Regions from separate parts of the Rattus norvegicus genome. Here region 2 is linked to region 1. A link is a contact called in public Hi-C data. All regions are on one chromosome and are shown on one strand. Each heading gives the region's core, a stretch centred on a gene start, on an enhancer-like site or on the middle of the called end of the contact. The rest is flanking DNA. Distances are from core to core; before and after follow the strand shown.

What was found. A called contact is a pair of places that touch in the nucleus more often than the background predicts.
Region 2: a contact with region 1 is called in a Hi-C map of the A7r5 cell line, with 2.6 times the contacts expected there. The contact joins two enhancer-like sites. A contact is called at or near these places in 3 of 12 Hi-C or Micro-C datasets (the A7r5 cell line, the Rat2 cell line and kidney).

The regions. Positions count from the first base shown.
Region 1 is chr13:77,030,374-77,037,824 of GRCr8, forward strand. Dnm3 (dynamin 3) reads right to left here. Exons shown (of 21, transcript NM_138538.2): 16 at 3,958-4,067. Among named protein-coding and RNA genes, the nearest start is that of Mir199a2, 82 kb to the right of the region's middle. Within about 2 kb of position 2,603, at least 12 of the 93 cell types and tissues checked have an H3K27ac peak or open chromatin away from gene starts, as enhancers often do. A contact at or near this core is called in the A7r5 cell line, where this site is marked.
Region 2 is chr13:77,205,392-77,212,842 of GRCr8, forward strand. Dnm3 (dynamin 3) reads right to left here. Exons shown (of 21, transcript NM_138538.2): 7 at 7,359-7,451; 8 at 2,341-2,476; 9 at 206-273. Among named protein-coding and RNA genes, the nearest start is that of Mir3120, 87 kb to the left of the region's middle. Within about 2 kb of position 2,955, at least 27 of the 93 cell types and tissues checked have an H3K27ac peak or open chromatin away from gene starts, as enhancers often do. A contact at or near this core is called in the A7r5 cell line, where this site is marked.

The DNA of each region.
Region 1 (7,451 bases), core at 1,353-3,852:
GAAAATCATACAGGAGACTTAGTAACAGAACTGAAGATGGGTGAAATCATTATAACCAATATGTGTGGCAAGAGAAACACGAAGAAGAAATGTGGCAGGAAATGAAAAGGAGACTATTGAAGTAGAAAAATACACACAACAAAGAATAAGAAAGCCAAGAGCTGTTTCTTTAAAAACAACCCAAAGCTCTAACAAGTGTGATCGGGGGTGAAAAGAGGTGAGGTTTAATATTAGGGATAAAAGATGCCAAATCTCAGATACACCAGAGATGTTAAAATAAGAGAACAAGAAGGAATTTGGGGCTAATTTATTTTAAAATAAATGGAGTGGAGAATTTGACAGAAAAGGAATAATTTACTAAACTCATCTAAATAAAATAAAGACAATCTCTACAATGTACAATGATTAAATAGATCAAGTCCGAGTTAATCATCCTCTTGCCAAAAACACCTTTTGGTGGTGGTGGCTCCTTAGCCCCAGCCTCAGGTGAGGAGCTATTGACAGATGATGACTTCTGGGGAAAGAACAGGCAGTGATTTTAGAAGTACGGCCTCTGGCAGGGTAGGTTGATTATGCTCCAGAGGATGGCCCCATACCCATTGGAATGGGGCAGCCCAAATTAAACTTGGTGGGTTATTTAAAAAAAAAAACTGTACAATGTTGGTAGGAGGTGGGGAAGTAGGGGATGGATCTGGGAGGAGTTGGGGGAGGGAATGAGGGGGAATATGGTCAAAATACGCTGAATACTTAGATGAAATTCTCTAAGACTTAGTAAAAAATGTTAAAAAAAAGAAAAAAAGAAAAAACCAACAACAAAACAATAAAAACAAAACAAAACAAAAAAACCAAAAAACAACCTTCCAAATATCATCCTGAGTGAGCTAACCCAATCACAGAAAGACATACATGGTATGCACTCATTGATAAGTGGCTATTAGCCCAAATGCTTGAATTACCCTAGATCCCTAGAACAAACGAAACTCAAGACGGATGATCAAAATGTGAATGCTTCACTCCTTCTTTAAATGAGGAAAAAGAATACCCTTGGCAGGGAAGGGAGAGGCAAAGATTAAAACAGAGACTGAAGGAACACCCATTCAGAGCCTGCCCCACATGTGGCCCATACATATACAGCCACCCAATTAGACAAGATGGATGAAGCAAAGAAGTGCAGACCGACAGGAGCCGGATGTAGATCGCTCCTGAGAGACACAGCCAGAATACAGCAAATACAGAGGCGAATGCCAGCAGCAAACCACTGAACTGAGAATAGGTCCCCTGTTGAAGGAATCAGAGAAAGAACTGGAAGAGCTTGAAGGGGCTCGAGACCCCAAAAGTACAACAATGCCAAGCAACCAGAGCTTCCAGGGACTAAGCCACTACCTAAAGACTATACATGGACTGACCCTGGACTCTGACCCCATATGTAGCAATGAATATCCTAGTAAGAGCACCAGTGGAAGGGGAAGCCCTGGGTCCTGCTAAGACTGAACCCCCAGTGAACTAGTCTATGGGGGGAGGGCGGCAATGGGGGGAGGGTTGGGAGGGGAACACCCATAAGGAAGGGGAGGGGGGAGGGGGATGTTTGCCCGGAAACCGGGAAAGGGAATAACATTCGAAATGTATATAAGAAATACTCAAGTTAATAAAAAAATAAAATAAAATAAAATAAAAAGCAAAAAAAAAAAAACAACCTTCCAGACTAAATTCTCAATGATGTAAAATCCAGATGATTTTAGTAGTGAGTTCCATTAAACATCCAATTACAGGTTAATCCCAGTTTTAAACAAAACTGTCACAAAGAACAATTAGGGTTTTACAGCATGTGATTGTATGAGAACCTTGATACCCAGAGCTGCCAGGGGTGGTGCACAAGGAGTATTTCTTGCTCAGTCTCCCTTGTGAACGTAATTGCAAAAGCTTCAATCAAACACTATCAGTTTTAAGTCAAGAATGCATGGTATTTATGCTCTGCCTTGACAGTAGGAGATGAGGAGGGCTCCTCATTAGAAAACCTATGTTTCACCACACAAGCAGATTGTAAGGGGAAAAAAAAGTCAAATTAGTCTTCTAGATGGAGATATTGATCAGTTTGCCTCAATTTGAAAGTGTACACTGAATCCCCTGCATTGAGGAACGTGAAGAATTTTCTGTTCCTCAAAGGATATCAAGTGTTTTTCTAAAACCTTTCAAATAATTCTCTTCGAATCAAAAACAGAACGGGGATACCTGCTTATGATTGACACTGTCCTGGCAAACTCAGACAGCACAAAGACCAATCAAAGGGCTCAAGATCTCAAGGAAAAAGATGATGGCAAATATAGTGTTGGGGGTGTCTGTGTCGTGGCCGAGGTCTCTGGGGAAGTGACAGAAATCAAGCTCTTTTTAGAATTCAAGGAGTCCAGAAGATAGACGATCTAGGCTCTCTAAAACTTAGAATAGTCTTACTTAGGTGATTCTTGTACTTTCTAATACCTACAGTTGTATTTTTCCCGGTTCCAAGCCCTTTAATAACAATTGAACCTTCTGGGTGGGTGGAGCGGTACCACGGTTGGACTTCCGGTATGACGGAATTCCCGAAGAGCACACCCTTGGGATTTTCAGATCCTCCGATACCCAAGAAGAGACCAGAACAGTACTGAGCTGTGCTCCTGAGGATCGTGACTACTCTGACAAGTCTTATTCGTTATCATTTTCAGTGGTGTTTGTCTGTTTGGATTTTGTTGTTTTTCTCTGCTTTGTTTTCTTCTGCACAAGGGACTTTAAAATAACACCAAGTCCTCCACGAGGGTTGGGAGGGGGGTCAGGGAGAGAATTCCATTTCAGTATTTCATTGTAGAGTGGTATTTAATTTTCTTTCCCCTTGATTCTTTAAATGGTTTGTTCTTGTGGTTTCTCCAAGTATTTTTGTATTCTGAGTCACTCTGAGCAACTGACTGGGAATGTAGGAAGAAGTCTCCTTTTGCTGTTTTGATTAACTGTCTGATTGACCCTGGGCTCCTCACTGAACCTAATCAAGTAACTTCATTCATTGCTAAATCAAGATACAAAGTAGCCTGGAAACATGGGTTAAAATTAGACCCTGCCACCTGATGACTCACTTCTCGTTAATTTACGCAAATTAGATTTTTCCTGTAACATTTCCAATTGAAGCAAAATAAAGACACACCCTTCATTACTTTTATCCGACCTTGGCACATTCCCATGCATCATTTGTTCAGTTCCACTGATTAGCTTTAGTGAACAACCACAGCTCCTGGTGATGGCTGGTGGTTGGCCCTTAAATCAAGCCTTGGTACTCTGTAGCAGCAGGGGAGGGAGAGGTTAGAAAAATGGAGTATGTAAGGAAGGGGGAGTACGTCAAAGTCCTGATGCAGCCTCCACCTCTGGGTCCAGGTCTGCACTGTGTGATCTTAAGCAAGTCAAAAGAACATGGAGACAGTGCTTTCCAACTTACAAATGGTCACCCACAAACCTTCCACCTTTTTAACCTTCTGTGGGATTGTTTCAATTCCCCCCTCCAATCCCCCCAAAAGTGAGGACTTGCAAGTTTGTAAACAGTAAACCCTGGTATGGAAGACCACAGGTAGTAAAATGTAGTTTTAAGAAAAAGACTTGGCGAGATTCTAGTGCCTAGTGGAAATCCAGGATTTAAAGATTTTTCTGACTTGTGTTTTTGTCTTTTGAATTTTGTTCGTATTTTGTTAAAAATATAAACTGAAGTCTGAGGAAAGCCAGTGCAGTGGCACTTGCCTGCAATCCCAACACTCAGGAGGTGGGGGCAGGCAGATCAACAGTTCAAGGCCAGTCTTGGCTATAGAATGAATTCCAGGCTAGCCTGAGGTACCTGATATCCTGACTGGAGAGAAAACAAAAAACAAACAAAAAAAAAAAAACAAAAAACAAAAATGAGAGAGAAAAACTGTTTCCATAAAAGCTGCTGCACTGTTGTCTTACCTTTGTTCTGTGTTGAAGAGTGCGAAGACGTGCTTGCTGGACATGAAGCCTTTCTCCACGTCCCGGACTTTCAGGTTGTCCAGTGGAAGCATATACTTCTTTTCTTTCTCCTGTTGTACAGAGGTGAGAGAGAGAGGGGATGTTAATAGAACACCACACCAATGGCAACACACCATCCGAACCAGCTATCACTTAATAACACTTGATTCCATTACCTTGATACTGTCAACCACTACTTTTACACCAGCTCCTGAGGAATACAAGTTATGTGAGACAGGAGAGTCCAGTGATTCTCAACACGTGGGGTGGGGGAGGGGAGCTTACGGGAAAGACTCAGATGGGGAAAACACATGCTCCTCTATCCTTGCCCCCTCGTGTGGGTCCCCTTAGATGTTTTGAAATGTTAGTTTGATATTAAGAATTTAGCCATCTGTTAATATTTAACAAAAATGTTCTGGTCCTAATTCAATGAGAAATGCCAGATGGATTTGATTTCACGTTTTATTTGCAGCCTAAGCAGTTTTGATAGCCAGCATTGGCAAGAGAGTGTGGAAGCACAAGGACCCTGGTATGAAATACCCCATAAATTGAGATAAAGCACAGAGAACCTTTCTTTCATTTGGGTCTGAGATAAAGTATAGGTCCACAAAAGGATTCTTCTACACAGCTCTTAAAATCTCCGGCGAGCTCTTAGCTCACTGGAGAAGAAAAACCTGTTATGATTAGATTGATATTAATTAACATAACTTCTCTTTTAAAACATTCTTTATAAAGAATATGGATAAAGAATATGAAAGGTAAGGTTTGCGAGTATAACTAGACCACATTGGTAAAACATACCAAATGCCAAAGAGTTACTAGAAACACTTTTAAAGGCTGGCCCGGGGACAATGTCTAAATGCCGATCAACCTATATAACAGGCAAGAGGCGAAGACTCAGTTCAGGAAGTCTGGTAAAAACCTACTAGTAGGTCACTTTAGCATGGTACTTGTTAAACAGTAGCCCTCTGTATGAGGAAGAACTAGACCTCAGCGCATTGGAGCGCGTACTCGTAGCTCTAATTCTAACACACACATCTACCGTTGCCTATGGGAACCGGGCCCCACACACCCATGTTTGCCAGGGGCTTGGCTGCTGTTCATGCAGCATATGGGCTGCTTGAGGGCTCACGGCTCAGGAGCACACAGCATGTGCAGTGTTGGATTGCAGGGGATATCAGTGTTCTTGCCATTTTCCGTTCCTAAAAACATGAGCAGAGTACATCACAGTACCTTCTCCCACCCCTCAAAAAAGACTCCGTACTCAACCACAAAAGTAAGACCTTGAAGAGAGAACCGCTGCAAAAGTTGGAGGAAGCTGGTTAGAAAACAAAATGGCCGACCTGGCAAACAAAGCCCTCAAAGCATTGAAGGAAAGATAAAAGGAACTCTGGGAGCGGAGGAAGCCTAGGGAAAAAACGCGTATCGGCAGAGCACTTTGAGCCTGTTCCTCTATTTCCTGTGTAAAATTAATAATTTATTCATAAATGCATGGATATGCTAAATAGCAAAATACATAACTCAAGTAAATGAGGAATCAGGGCAGAGTCCAACTTCCTTAAAACATTTGTCAAACTATTTTAGGGCAGAATTCTAAGAGGCCAGACTAGATTGAATAAAACCCTCTCCAATACATAATCAAATGAAAATGCTTGAGACCCAGAGAACATTTTTTTTTAAATTGGATGGTTTTCAATGCCCTAAATTTAAGCAGCTGGGTTTATTTATTTATTTATGTTTTATTATTTTTTTATGCACCATCCTATTCAACCTTTTGAAATGATGGATTGGCCTTTTTAATAGGAAATCTGCATTTCATTGTAAAGACGGAACACAATGTCCTTGGCTTGTGTTCTGTAGAAGCAGGCCCACTTTGTACTGCATTTTTCAGCATATAGGGAAGACTGGCAATTCTGCAAGTTTACATCAGCGTTTAAACTCGGGGGGAAAACATTCAGATGCAGACAGGGAAGGGGGAAAAATACAGCTTTACTCCCGAAGAATTAAATGGCATATTTATCTCAGGGTTTTGAGGACATGGTGTTAGATTATTTCATAATCACACAGTTTAAGACTGACAAAAAAAAAGACAGTTTCTTCTGACTGGCTTGGGTAATTAAATTGTAAGTTAAACAGAACTAAATGGAGCAGCAACACGAAATAATGAAATGATGTGTCATGGGTATGTCTGAAAAATCTTGGTGTTTTGGGGACTGTGGTTCAAAAATCAGCAACAAAAATCATGAATCTCAAATAAAAAGCTATGGGAGGGAGAGAGATGTAGAAGTATAATTTCTAAAATGTAGTGACACTCAGCACCATTCTAATTAAGAGGCTTGGTATGTTACCTGTCAGTTCTAGTAACCCACTGTCCAACGTATGAAGCTACTTGAACTGGAGCCAGTTAAATTGGGATATGTGTAAGTGCAAGGCAGACACTGATTCCAAAGATTTGGTATAAAGTAATAATAATAATTACTATTTATGTGCTTGCTTATTTCAAAATTTTATGTGTATGCGTATTGTGGCTTCATGTATGACTATCTATCACATGCATGCCATGGAGACCAGCCAAGACCATCAGATTCCCTGGAACTATAGTCATAAACCAAGCCACCCTGCTGGTGCTGGGAACTAAACCTGGGTCCTCAGGAAAGGCAGCCAATGCTCTTCACTAATGAACCATGCCTCCAGCCCACTGGTAATAATTTTAATCAACAATCTCTTTAGCACTTTTGACAAATGCAAATTTCATAATCTCATTAATATCTGTATATTAAGTTGAAATGATATGAATATGTTAAAGTGTTATTAAACATGATTTCTTCTGCTTCTTTTCTTTGGAAGGTGGCTGCTAGACAAATACAAATGACATGTGGCTCACATGAAGTTTTATTAACAGCACTGAGCCCCATGCACTCAACCTGTCCTTCCTGACTCCCATCCACTCATGAACTCTCCCTTTCTGACTTGCTTGTTTCTTCCATGCCGCATATTCTTTATGAAGCTCGGTGTTGGGAATTGATTCTAGTGCTTGGTCTTATCTCGGCTCCCAAACGCTGTGCTTCCAGAACTGAGGGTCCCTGCCCCCCAGTTGGCTTCGATAGATAATAAAAAAAGTTGCCATACAGCCTGGGCAAGGCGACTAGGACTTTTAGATTGCATGGGCAAGGGACGGGAGGGGAGGGGAGAGGGGGAGGGAGGGAGAGAAGAGAGAAGAGAGGGGGAAGAAAATCACCATGGATGGGAAGTAGAAAGAGGAAACTTAAAGCACCAGCCCAACCCACCCTACCTCCAGCACATGAGAATCGGCAAAGTGGCCCTATCCCTGATTGGGTCTGGGGTAACAGAGATGAAATACAGATTTTAAAAGATGTTTGCTCAAGAGTACCAAATGGGAGTGTTTGCAAGCCACTGGGATGTTTAGAAGTGTCCAACCATTGAGCTAGTCAAAG
Region 2 (7,451 bases), core at 1,705-4,204, 180 kb after region 1:
CCACCACCACCACCACCACCACTATCATCATCATTAAAAACTCTCTAGCAATATAGAATATTTGCACTAAGTCAAAAACCAAGGTTTCCTTTTCCTGACGTCTACCTCGCTCCTTTCTTCTGATGATGCAAACTACTTTACTGGGCATTAGAAGTGCTCATTTTCTTTGGGTAGCTTGAAGACAGGAACGAATGTGATCACTTGCCTGATCCCGTGTATGTTTTTGATTGCATAGCTTATTTCTCTTCTCAGTTCTTTCTCATTGAACTCCATCTGCCGATGCAAAGGGAGCCACAGTTATGACACTCAATTCTTTTGGATAATATTATTGAAGGGTATAGAATGAGGATAACTTGACTGTTATTAATAAATGGATACTCATGCCTTTTGTAAGCTAAACCCAGATGGTCAAAACATCTGTTTATATGGAGTTCAAGGCCACAGGGAACACTGGGGATTTTTGGAAGTTCCAATGGATCAGAGAATTTTTTTTAACTCTGTTATATATGAGGAGTGCTGTTCATAAGGAATACCTCCTGGCCATAAACCCAGCCACTCATTTGAAACATAGAATTCCTTTCACTGGATGCACTAAAGTGGAGGCCCCAGGAGAATGCATAAATGGGAGTGTCTTCTGATGGGTGGCCGACACACAGCTGTCTTTTCTTTCTGGCCATTTCGACCACCTGACCATAAGACCTCTTTATAAGAGGAAATTAATAATACCTTAGGAAGCCAACACAGGATGCATTGCTATATAAATATTTCCCAGAAGTCTTAGGCACTACAAATCTACTTGGAAGAAGGATCAAAGTGTCATAGGACTTAGTCCCGAAGGGCACATCCAGAGAGCACCGGATCCAGCTTTGAGGGGGATGCAGCCGTTTCCAGCCTCGTTCACTGTCCATTTCCCCCCTGTGCTCTCATCTCGGAGTAGTGACTTGCCCTAAGCCTCGATCATATGCTGTGGCTTCAGGGTTCAGAGTCTCTGTCATTCCTCCCTTTGTGTCACGAACATTTGCTCCCCCTTTCCTACCTCTTCTCGCTTAGCTAGCTACCCACCCTTCCAAACTCGGCTTTCACGGCTGGCTCCCTGGCATACTTGGGCTGGGATTCCTGTGGGTGGTGTTTCCATAGCGCCCTGTGCTGAAGTTTGTCACTTTACTTAACGCATTTTAATAAAACGGTCTATTTATCCACCGTCTTCCCACACCAATATATAAACACTCGCCTCCTCATATTGAGGCAAGTGGCAGGCGCGGTCTGTAAGCTACTCAGCTGCCTCACTGAGCGATCAGCCCTAGCAAACTCAAACAACTCTCATTTCCTTCCTACACACTGACACTTTCCCTCAGTTCCCTCATCTGATGGGCACCATTGTTCGCTCAACGGCAAGAGACAAACCTCAGGGGAGTAATTTTGAGCCTCTGGTTTCTATCTCTTGAATTGATCCAAGCCTGTCTACCTTACCCCTAAATTCCCACAGTCATCCATTTCTCTCTATTCCTTCTCGTTACATCATTTTGACTGAGAAACTTTAAAAATGGACATTTCAGAGCTTCCTCCTTGCACAAGATCCCTTCTAAGACCACGTACCCGACCATGTGTTTGTAATTTTCTTTTCTTTGTCTTTAAGGGACTCCTGCGATTACAGAAGCTTCCGGCAGAAAACATGGCCCATCCATCTCTGGGCAGGCCCTCCTTTTTTATTTTTCCACATCTAATGCTTGCCCCTCGGTGATCCAGCAGGCATAGTTTTCTTTGGGGACTATCAACCCAATAAGATAACAAACCCCTGTGTAAAATGCTCCTGTTGCTTTCCACTGTGAACCATGGACAAACTGGATGGATAGCTTCTTCCCTTAAGTGAGCCTCTCCCAGGGACGTTTTACAACACTGATGTCTTTGTGCTGGGCTGGTCATGGGTAATATGCCCTTCACTCACAGGGAACCTATCTAAATACCCCATGGAAGGGAACCTTTGCATCGTGTCAATGTAACAACACTTGAATTTTTCTTATGTTGTCTATTTTTTTTTTCATTTTCCTCACTAGATAAATTCAACCCCTTTCTATCTTGGTCACTGGTACTTTGGACCGTAAGAGAGTCTCAGAAATATTTTAAATCCGACAACTGATAAATATCAGGAAAAGCTGAAGTATTGTTTCTTGAAGTAATCCCTGTGAACTCACTGAAATCAGAAAAGAATATTCCGAGTACAAAGGATTCTGTTCCAAGGACCCTGTTGGTCCTGTGATACATCACAGTACACCAAGAGAGCTGCAAAGGAGAGCAGAGGATGAGGTGGGACAAAGGGAGGAAGGAACATTGGTTACAAACCTTCACTATCTCAAAAGGAAAGCGTTCGTGGAAAATGCGATTGATCTTAGCACCGCCAGAGAGCTCTAACGTGTCTACTTGATCCCCCGACCCTTCGATTCTCTTCTCAAAGTCCACAGCGAACTGTTGGACCATCCTAGAATCGAGAAAGAGAGAGAGAGAAATAAACTCGAGTTAAAGTTAGTTAAAGATGCTTGGCTCTCCCGTCCTCCCCCGATTTTACTGCAGGCGTAGCTTAGACACCTTTCCCGGCGTTCTTAGCGACACCTACTGGTGAAGTTAGCACCGCGCATCATTCAGCTGTGACCGGGCCCTTGCAGGAACAGATTTATTTTACACATTTTAACTGGAGTAAATATTTTAAATATCATTCTCTTTAAATGTGTTGTATCCATTGTGATTACAACATGAAATGTATTTAAGGAACACTTGGATTTAAAAAGTTATGTAATAAATCTTTAGTAGAAAAGTCAAGTGAGCCTCCACTCCTGTGACTCATACCTGCCTACTCCTCGCTCCTATCGCTGAAACACCCACAGCCACACACAACCACAGCCGCATCTACCTACCCAGCACTCCCTCCCCACATATACAGAGCGCAGACTCCTTTTCTCCCTCCAAGTACGGCGCCTCAGTCTGGCCTCCTCACCCTACAACTTTGTTCTGGGTGCTCTAAGGGTGACCAGAGCTTCAAAAGTCATCGAGATACAGTTTCCCCCAGATGCCACAGTTCATAGGAGTGCCTGGCCTGCATATGCAATCAAGTGCTGGACTTGTATTTTTCTCTTAGCTGCCTCAGATCAAAACACCTAAAGCGTGAGCTGCTTAAACTGCTTCCCTTCTCTCAGTCTAAAGCCTGCTGATTCCCCCACACATACACCTCAGCTCAGCCCTCAGCAACCTCTTCCTGGATTATAAAGGCACCTCTAGGTTTCCGTCCTGATTCTAGGATTATGTACGGGTCAGAACCTACCCTGACACAGCCACACAAACCTGCCATCACAGACCCCTCTAAACCAGTTCTGGTTTGCTTTTTTTTTGGTGGGTTCCCACAGTTTGGTTTAACCCCTTAGGTAGGACTCTTTGTGCTGTGGCCTTGGCTGTTCTTGGGGCTGATCTCTTGCTCAACAACATGCACCATCCGATCCAAACACAAAGAATCTACTGCCCAGTTCCCAAATGTACCATGCCCCTGTAGTTTCCTATGTGCTTTGAGTATTTACAGCGTCATTGACTTTATCCCCTGCCTGGCTAATTTCCTTCTGTTCTCAAGACTCAGCTCAAGTATTCATTCTTCTGAGAAACCCATCATGACCAGGGGTCCTCATCTCTCACATCATCTGCCACTGCCCAGAGGAAGGGATCCTCTGCTTCTTCAGCCTCTTTCTAACAAAAGTCCTATCAGACCACATCACCACTGTTTGCTTCCCTTCAGTCAATCCCTGGAGGACAAGGGCATGCACATAAGAAATGCTTAATAAATATTTGTCCTGTGAATCAATTAGCTATCTCAAGCCAACTGCTTAAACTAAAAGAGAGAGGGAAAAGAATTCCCACTTGTGATGATCCGTTGGTTTAGAGGTTCTAATTCTGACATACTAGAATTACTACCTTCAAATTCAATATCTAATAGAAAAATACTTTCAGGTCTTCGGAAACTTGTATTTTTATTGTCAAAAATTGATTGGATACAGTGGGTCAAAGTAATTACCAGTTATTTAGCCATGCTCAAGTGTCTGCTCTTTTTAATGGTTTTTGTTAAATGCCTGGAAGGTTGTGGTATATGCATTAAAACACTAGACATTTTTTCAAACTTCCCCTCTATAAATCCGCTGTATTGGAATAAGCTGTCCCTGAGTTTGCTCTATTCTCCTTAAGCCTAACATATAGCCCTCATACTTCAGGGCCTTGAGTATCACTTCTGTCTGGGAGTTAATACCTTTCTTCAAATGTACCTGACTCCCCCTCTGGGCGCCAATATTCTGTGCTTGTGATAAACAGCATTCATTCGCGTCTATCTAACACAATCCATCCTTTATACGCTTGTCTTCACGGTCCTCGCTTTGAGTGCAAAGCGTCACGTTCTTTGCTGACTGCCTGGTAGGTCATGCAGAGCCGGAGTCTGAGTACAGTGCACAGAATGATGGCGGGAAGAGGGAATGAAGAAACATGTCAGGAAAGATAGGAGCGCATACGAAAAGAAGATGGATCAACAGCCTAGCCAACGGTCTAACGGTCGGATATTCTGCAGTCAAGACCCATGAAGTGACAGAGGCAAGGACCAGTGTTTGCACCCTAGCTTCAGATAGATGTAGAGACAGTGATAGTGATGTATGACCTCAATATAAATACATTTCTTTCCTATACAACTTGAAGAATTTTTATAAGCATTTAACCGAAGACAAGAAGAAACAAACAAATTTGGATATTATTCTACTCTTTAAGAAAACATTCATCTTTGTCATGGTATTATTTTAAGTGAAAGACAGTATGATGTCATTAAGATGCCACTGAAACTATTTGAATATCTAGAAATCTCTTTTTTTTAATAAACTGAAAAAACACCATTTCAATACCTTTGTGACTTCTGACCAAAGCAAGAACCATAGAATGCATTTTGATGTATCCTTTCACATTTGAAGGAAGATTATGTCTTGCTCCCACTCTTTCCAAAGAACTGTGGCAGTAGGGTAATGTTAGATCTATGCTCATCTGGATGGACGATGAAGTTCAAGTTGTAGAAGGACACTTACGGAAGTCATCATGTAAAGCAACCCAGGTTTACAAGAAGAAATATGTCACCTCCACTGAATGTGTACATCAGAAAGGTGCTAATGGCATCGCTGTTCATGTGGGGCTCACCCCAGGACGTTGTTATCACCAGGCTAAAGCTGGACTACAGTGGGAAAAAGTTCCCAGAACAGAAATCCAAATCTCACCAAATAGGGAAGACAAATAGAAGGAAGAAACTATTGGGAAGGAGAGTGGCTCAGAGGTCCTGGTGCACACAGATAAGGACTGAAAAACCCAGGAAAGTTAAACATGCAGGCCTGTCTCTTCAAAGGAAGGAGATGTTTGCCATCCCACACAGAATCCTGGGAAAGGATTTAGCTTATGACCTGGTGACCTTGCTATCTGTAGGGCCAGACTTCACCCAAATGTTATGTCTGTTTATCCCCGACTTCCCACCGCCCCTAAATCTTGAGCATTGCTTCTCAGTTCATAAAACTCATCTTGTAAGAGACATCACTTGTAGTTCCCACCAACTAGACAGCCTGCGTAACTTCTGTTAACTTAGGGCCAGGCTAATCCTGACTCCCTCCAGCACTGTGTTTACCCCAGTCATTCTCCTCAGACCCTTATCTTGGACAGTAACTGACTCAACAGAACTCGTTTTTGTAGAGAAGGCCGTGTGTGTGTGTGAGTGTGTGTGTGTGTGTGTGTGTGTGTGTGTATGTGTGTGTATGTATGTATATGTGTGTATATGTGTGTGTGCGTGCGTGTGTGTGTGTGTGTGTGTACACTTTGAAAAGAGTTTCCACGCAAACATGTGTTTAGCATTGTTGTATACCCAGAACTCAGCTCATTTGGAAACCTTTTTCTAAATTTGCACTGTGCTTAAATATGACTTAAATAAACTACCTGGTGTCAGACTCCTGAAGTTTGGCCTAATACCACTAAATAAGTCAGACAGGGCAGAGTTTAATTCTTATCTCTCATCACTGCCAGCCATGAAGTTTGTTACACACACACACACACACGCACACACACACACACACATGCACGCACATGCACACACACACACTAACTCAGTGAAGGTGCAAGAAGAAAGGAGTCTTACATATTACAGAGTAGTTGAAAGAAAATGAATTAAAATTTTTTTTGAGGTACAAGAAATAAAGGTGCCACAAAATCAGCCAGGGAAATGGGTTTAGTTGCTAAAATGTTTTCACACAAGTAAGAGGAACTGAGTTCAGACCTCTAGCACCTACAGAAAAAGCCAGGCAGAGTACCATGCACTTCCAATCCCCCCATTGGAGCAAGGAAGCTAGGAGTCTCTCTCGGGCTTGTTAGCTAGTCTAGCTAAATTGATGAGCTCCTGGTTCAGGGAGAGACACTGCCTCAAAAAAATAAGATAGAGAGCAATTAAAGAAGACATCCAATGTTAACCTCTGACCTACACACACACACACACACACACACACACACACACACACACACACACACACACATATATGAAACAATACATATAATATAAATAATAAATAAATAATAGTACTTAAAGAGATATCAACTGTCATCATTGATGGATAACGTAGGTGTGTAGGAATGCTAGATCTTCCAGTTGAGACAGACCTAGTGGAAGTTGATGCACACAGATGAAGAGACCAGTGGGGTCTGCAGAGGTCAAAGGAGAGAGGAGAGGAGCCAGTGTTCTCTAGCAACTCAGATATTGTATCTTCAAATACCCCAAGGATAAAGGAGGGATGTGAAGATCGTGAAGATGGCCAGATCATGAAGGCCTAAAAGCCCTGCTTGCTTGAGGTTTTAATGCTTGAAGTTTAAACAGCCATATTAAAATGATTACCAGAGAGGGAAGGGAAATTGAAACATAATCGCTTTTAAGTAAACCTTTCATTCTCCTGAAATATACACAGGGATGAATCATGTGAAAATTGGAAACAAAGATAATAAAGCAACATCTATAGATTTAGTTATAAAATATAAAAGATATGCTCATCCCTACTGACTTCTGAGGCTAAGGGAGAAAAACCCTGTTGAGCTCTCACTGCGGGTTATGCTCCCTGACTGAATTCATGGAGATGGACAACTGGTTAACTTTGTAGCAACAGTAAAATCAGCAAGTGTTACTTGAGAAGATACAATGATTCAAGTGTCACTGTATCACACACAGAACCTTAGCTAAACTCCTTGCTGCTTCCAGAAAGCAACATGACCAGCATACACAAACCCGGCAAGCAGTTTCAAATGAATACAGGAAGAGAGAGGTGACTCACTGTAGCAGTGCTTTGGTCTTCCTTGTGGGGTCTTCCGGTTTGAAGTTTTTGAAGGCTTCTACTTCATGTTCTATGGAGAGCAGCTGCCCCTGT